Linked DNA regions of Danio rerio: region 1 is linked to region 2. A link is a contact called in public Hi-C data. All regions are on one chromosome and are shown on one strand. Each heading gives the region's core, a stretch centred on a gene start, on an enhancer-like site or on the middle of the called end of the contact. The rest is flanking DNA. Distances are from core to core; before and after follow the strand shown. Region 1 has its middle 78 kb from the start of usp25. Region 2 has its middle 4.5 kb from the start of mir125b-3.

The links. A called contact is a pair of places that touch in the nucleus more often than the background predicts.
Region 1: a Hi-C map of embryo shows a contact between it and region 2, with 1.8 times the contacts expected there. The contact joins two enhancer-like sites. A contact is called at or near these places in 2 of 18 Hi-C or Micro-C datasets (embryo and gastrula embryo).

The regions. Positions count from the first base shown.
Region 1 is chr10:43,285,428-43,288,406 of GRCz12tu, forward strand. No RefSeq gene overlaps it. Among named protein-coding and RNA genes, the nearest start is that of usp25, 78 kb to the right of the region's middle. Within about 2 kb of position 1,449, at least 3 of the 62 cell types and tissues checked have an H3K27ac peak or open chromatin away from gene starts, as enhancers often do.
Region 2 is chr10:43,178,059-43,181,099 of GRCz12tu, forward strand. No RefSeq gene overlaps it. Among named protein-coding and RNA genes, the nearest start is that of mir125b-3, 4.5 kb to the left of the region's middle. Within about 2 kb of position 1,438, at least 8 of the 62 cell types and tissues checked have an H3K27ac peak or open chromatin away from gene starts, as enhancers often do.

The DNA.
Region 1 (2,979 bases), core at 199-2,698, 110 kb after region 2:
GAAAAAAAGAAAATATTCAGTAAGTGGCAGTTCTGTGGGTGCAAATGCCTTGTTGATGCCAGAGATCGGAGGAGAATGGCCAGACTGGTTCCAGCTGACAAAAAGATAACAGTAACTTAAATAAGCACTTGTTACAATCGAGGTCTGCAGAAGAGCATCATTGAATGCAAAACATGTCCAACCTTGAGGCGGGTGGACTAAAGCAGCAGAAGACCACACCAGGTGCCGCTCCTGTTAGCTATGAACAGGAAACTGAGGCTACAATTCACACAGGCTCACTAAAACTGCACAATAGAAGATTGGAGAAAAAGTTGCCTGGTCTGATGAGTCTGTATTTCTGCTGCCACATTCTGATGGTGGAGTCAGAATTTGCCATCAACAACATAAAAGAATGGAACCCTCCTGCCTTGCATCAATAGTTTAGGCTGGTGTAACGGTGTAACCGGGACTAGTAAGGTGTACCTAATAAAGTGGCCGGTGAGTGTATATTTCCATAATTTTAAAAAGCTACCCAAAAAAAGTTATACAACAAATCAGTTTATATAACAAACAAATATGCAAGGCTTATTTCAAAATTAGAATCGCTATGGATAATCTTTAACTACAATGAAAGAATAATGTGACATTTAAAATATTTATGCTTCACTGTCTTTAAAAGCTTAATAATTTAAAAAATAATAAAATCTTGTCTAACCAAATATTCTTTTATACAAGTACAGATCAGAATAAGTAGTCTAAGTTACTGTGAAAGATGATGAGACATTATTTGACGCATATTTTGACATTGCATTTTAACAAAAGCTGCTTAAATCATTTAAGTAACGTTAGATACCTCAGTGTCATTTTAACATGCTATCCATGTATACAATTGAATTGAATTCGACCAAAACATTAAAATGGATGCTCTTGAACAATGTCTATATTTATTAGGGCTAAGTTATTAAAATGAATTCCACAACTGAGAAAAGTAAAAATAATTTAATTCTCTGTGTAAAATAATTTCAAATTCAGCCATTCAACCCTTAAAATAAAGTTCTAGTAAGAACAATAGTGTAAAATTTAACAAAAGACTTAGCAAACCAACATTCGCCAACAAACCATCTACAATCTCTTTTATGTCAGATTTAACAGGCTTGATATTATTAATCACTGAAAGATAACTTGACCTTATGGTAATTTATATGCGATTTATATGACCTATAACGTTATATGTGTATTTTGAAATGCTGGGCTTTAAATGTTGATTAAAGTGCCTCTTTAGCTAACAAATTGTTTGGAAGATTAGTTTCATACGATTTGAACAAACGACAAATGTTAGTCATTACCTGCTTCAAAATGATCATAGGCATGTCAGGGCAAGACCACCCATCATTTCTCCTGAATATTATCCACAAAATACACAAACAGCTCGACGTAAACCTTTAAGTTCGCCATTACGTCTTCAGGGCTCCCACAACACAATCTCGCGCCGAATTGAGATCACGTGCGTTGCTAATGATTTAATTCTACACGATAAACAACAGCAAAAAGTTGACCATTAACCCATTTGACTAAAACTGTTCATTGATTCTAGGATATATTCACGTTTAACTATTTTTTTTCTTTTATGTGCTTTAGTAACAGTAACAGATGAGTGTGAAGTAAACTTACTTTATTAGCTAATCATTTCTCAGCACGTTTTATGACAGAAACGCAATACAGATAAAAGGAGAAATATTCAGTCATGGAAACTACAGGATATTTATATTAAATGTTGAAGTCTTGAAGTGAACAATATATTAAAGTTTTTCAAATATTAAGTAAGTTTTTTTTGTGTACTGCTTTTTATTTTACTTATTACTTTAGTTCATTTAACTTATAAAAATTTATATATATTTTTTTGCCAATCAGCAATAACACTTAAAATAAAGCAACTTAGCAGCACATTTGTAGTCTTGCCTTCATATTAATGCAGCAGTTGGGCTTTCAGGCTGGATCTGGTTTACAGAAAACTAACTATATTAACGCTAATCATTTTCTCAACTCTCTACTTCCATCTCGCGATACTCCTCCCGAGGCCTCTAGAGATTACGCAGCACCATTAATGCGATTTACCTGTGAAGAAATGATGCCAAGGTATCTATAATCCTGGACCAGGCTGTATCCTGAGCAGATGTTGTGGTGGTCATGGATGAGCGGAGAGCATAAGATGAGTCTTTGCATTGATCCTGCAGCTTCTCCAAGATGGACGTCCAGCTTTCTTCAGAGCATAGACTGCAGCTCTGCACAGGAAGTTTGGCCAGAGGAGAAATAGTTGTGCCCAACTAAGCCTGGTTTCTCTCAAGTTTTTCTTTCTTTCTTTGAAGTTTGTTCCTCGCCACTGTAGTCACTGGCTTGCTTGGTTTGGGACTTCTGAAGCTGCACATTGATGTATTTGCTCTTCAGTGTTTGGACTTTTAGCAGTGAAAATTAAACACACTCAACTGAACTAAACTGAAGTTCAACTCTGAAAACTGAACTGACACATTCAATTTATTATAATGTTCTATGTTAAACTGCTTTGACACAATCTACATTGTAAAAATGCTACAGAAAAAAACATGCATTGAAAACTGCAAGAGGTTCATGTACATACTAGAAGAAATGTTATTTAGTGCCTTCAGTCATTTCCCTCACTCCTTTCAGTGTTGCAAACAAGTCTTTGGTTAATCTTGTGATAAAGCACTGCTGTGCATTTCACCACTGACCTGATTTCTCTCCAATATGGGTCACTGAGTGCACAGCACTGGTAGATATGTACTGTAATAAAACCATTCCTAGAAAGCTAGCTCTCAGGTTTCTGAAGACATCTTCTTGGAATTGTATCCATGTTGTCCTGAATAAAAAACAAAACAAAAAAACAACAGGAATCCAAATCATTCATGAAACAGAAGTGTACACATACTCTAAAAGAACGAACATAACCATTTTTTTAAAAGTTTGATGGTAAATCATACTAAA
Region 2 (3,041 bases), core at 188-2,687:
GTTTTGTGAAATATATGACCTACATTCACTAAGTAATGGATAAAAATATTCATTTTCAAAATGGGGTGCACTCATTTTTGCTGAGCACTGTATATACTAATACAATTGTTCAAGAAAACAAGTGAAACAAACAAAACAACTGGCAATATTCAACAAATCAAAGAGGTAAACAAAGTTATTAATGATGAAAAATACACAGTACGTCTACATATATTATGTATATATACACGTGTTGTTATACGTCTGTGATTATATAAAATAAATAAATAAATGCAGCATATATGAACACATACAGCCCCTTACAGTCTCTGATATATTACCAATTACAAAAAAACTACACACAGCATGCATTTAGTCTTTGTTTGGGTTCAAAAACAACACGCAACATATAGCCCACAGTCAGTGCAAACCTCTCATCTCTGTCTTTAAACTTCACAAGCACATGGAACCTCTGTTAGAGAGTAATTCCGTCATTCTGAGTTTATAATAGTCCAAAAGGTGATGATAAACATGGCAGTTTGTTCATGTTTTAGGTTGCTAAAAGAATCATTTGCTCCTTTGTTTTTTCCGGCTTCCACCTTTGTTTTTTCACACGTCACTCTCGCGCTTGTCTGTTTCTGAGAGGATGTCAGCACCACTTTAATAATCACGCACACGTTACTTTCATCAGCTCAAGAAGTTCGTTTATTTCAAATATAGACGTGAACGTGCCGCGAACGCAAATGATTCGCACTTTAAGATGACCTCGTAAAACAACAATGGGGCACAGGGTAGAGTCTGCTATTCTTCTTGACTTTGTGGCTGTTCATCAAGAAAACGACAAAGTCTGTTTGCGCTCGGGTCGACCATGGCTTGTTATTTTAATCATATATTATTATGGCGTAATGTCTTGGCTGTGTATTTAAAAATGTCGCTTCCTTTGTTTTCATTCATCCTTTGTAACAAAGTTATTGATGACAACAAAAAGATAAAACCAAATAATAAACACGAAGGCCACGTAAACTCAGATGATGAAACAAAAACATCTAAATAAATTTGTAAAATAAATAAAAATAATTTATATAATAAAAATAATAATAATAATAGCAATTTAAAACGACATGAAACAAAATACACGGTTAGGAAAACAATGAAAAAACGATGCAACTTATTAAAAGTTCTCAGCGTCAACGAAACATAATGGATCTCGTAAGACATGAGCAGAATACATATCTACATAAATCATGCATGAACGTAATCGACAAATTCTACGTTACCCTCATGCTATGTTTCATCCATCAAGTCCAACAAACACACGCAGGTCATTAGCGATAAAACCGTATGCGCTGCTAAAAACTGATAAGTATTAAATGAGAATTTCACGCCCATTGTGTCTCTCTGAGCACCAGACGCATCTTTATCAGTCTGGCAGTGGCCCTGAATGACCTCTGACCCCTGTGCCTGCGCTGGGGGGTGTGTGAGAGTCGTGACCCTGTCATAGAGGGGTGCTGGGTGCCGACTGCCCACCGCACACATCATTGATTACGATGCTTAATGCACAAACTCACCACGTCTGTTCTACTGCAATGCAGAGCTCCAAACACACACACACACACACACACAGACTCATGCATGCATAAAGCGTGAGAGTTCACAAATCCACATGGACTCAGTGTTTTTAACTGCCGTTGGATCGGGCAGTGTCTGAACACAGGTTTGTCGATAAGAGTGAACGGGTTCAAGCCGTATCATGCTGTAGGATGGAGAAGTGTGTGTGTGTGTGTGTGTGGGGAAGGTTGGTGAGATCAGCAGAGACTGAAACGGAATGATGGTGATCAATCAACACACACACATAGACACACACACACACAGAAAGAGAGACAGAAAGGCCATCAGCAGAGCGCTGTCACCACACAGTACCAGACAGCACACACACAGACAAACGAACAAGGCACAAAGAACGCCAGACAGCGTCGAAAACACCAAAAAAGGCTGCACAAAGAGGAGCATACTGAGTTCCACATCCGTCTCTAATTAAACGGTGACATTACAAGCCTTCAGACATGCTTAGAAAGCTCTTATTTCTTATACTCTGGATGATGAATCAAGACAAAGCACGTTGCCTCATTAACATGATACAAAATGAGACTCCAAAGGCATGAATCTCTTCAATCACAACCAAACCTTATGAAGCTACACTCATATTGAGATCAAAATATGACTATGCTGCGCAGAACTCATCTGGACCATGGCGGAATCTGGCTACACTCTTGCTAATGTGTTCTGAGCTGTTGCTAGGGCATTGCTGAGGTTTTCTGGTTGGTCGCTGGGGCATTGGTGGAGTAATTTGGGTAATTGTCGCTAAGACATTTAGGAGGTTGTAAGGGTATCTGGGTCACTGCTGAAGTGTTTTTGATGGTTGCTACACTCTCAGAAATAAAGGTATGGGAGCTGTAACTGGAGTGGTACCTTTTCAAAAAGTACACATTTGTACTTAACAGATACATATTGGTAACTCAAAAGTATACATTAGTACCTAAAAATTTGAAGAGGAACACTTATGAACTTTTTAGGTACTAATATGCACCTTCCAGATATGGATATATTGAGGTAGATATGGATCTGAATATTAATATGGATCTTTTAGGTACAAATCTGTACTTTTTGAAAAGGTACCACCCCTGTGACAGCTCGTGTACCTTTACTTCTGAGAGAGTAGGGTGTTTCTAATGGCCACTTTCCACTTAGTGGTATGGTATGGGTCAGTACGGGTCACCTTTATCATGCTTTTTGCTTTCTGGGCAGTTGCTAGGATTTTCAGCAGTTGCTAGGGTGTTGCTAATGTGTTTTGAGCAGTGGTCAGAGCATTGCTGAGGTTTTTTGGTTGGTCTGTGGGACATTGGTGTGGTGATTTGGGTAATTACTATGGTGTCGCTAAGACGTTTTGGGTAGTTGCTAGATACGTTTTGCAGACCCCCTAGTTTTTGGCAATTCCGCAAATTCCGCTTTCAGCCATGCTTTAGACTGAGTCGAGCCTAGTTCGATGAACTGTTGTACAGTGT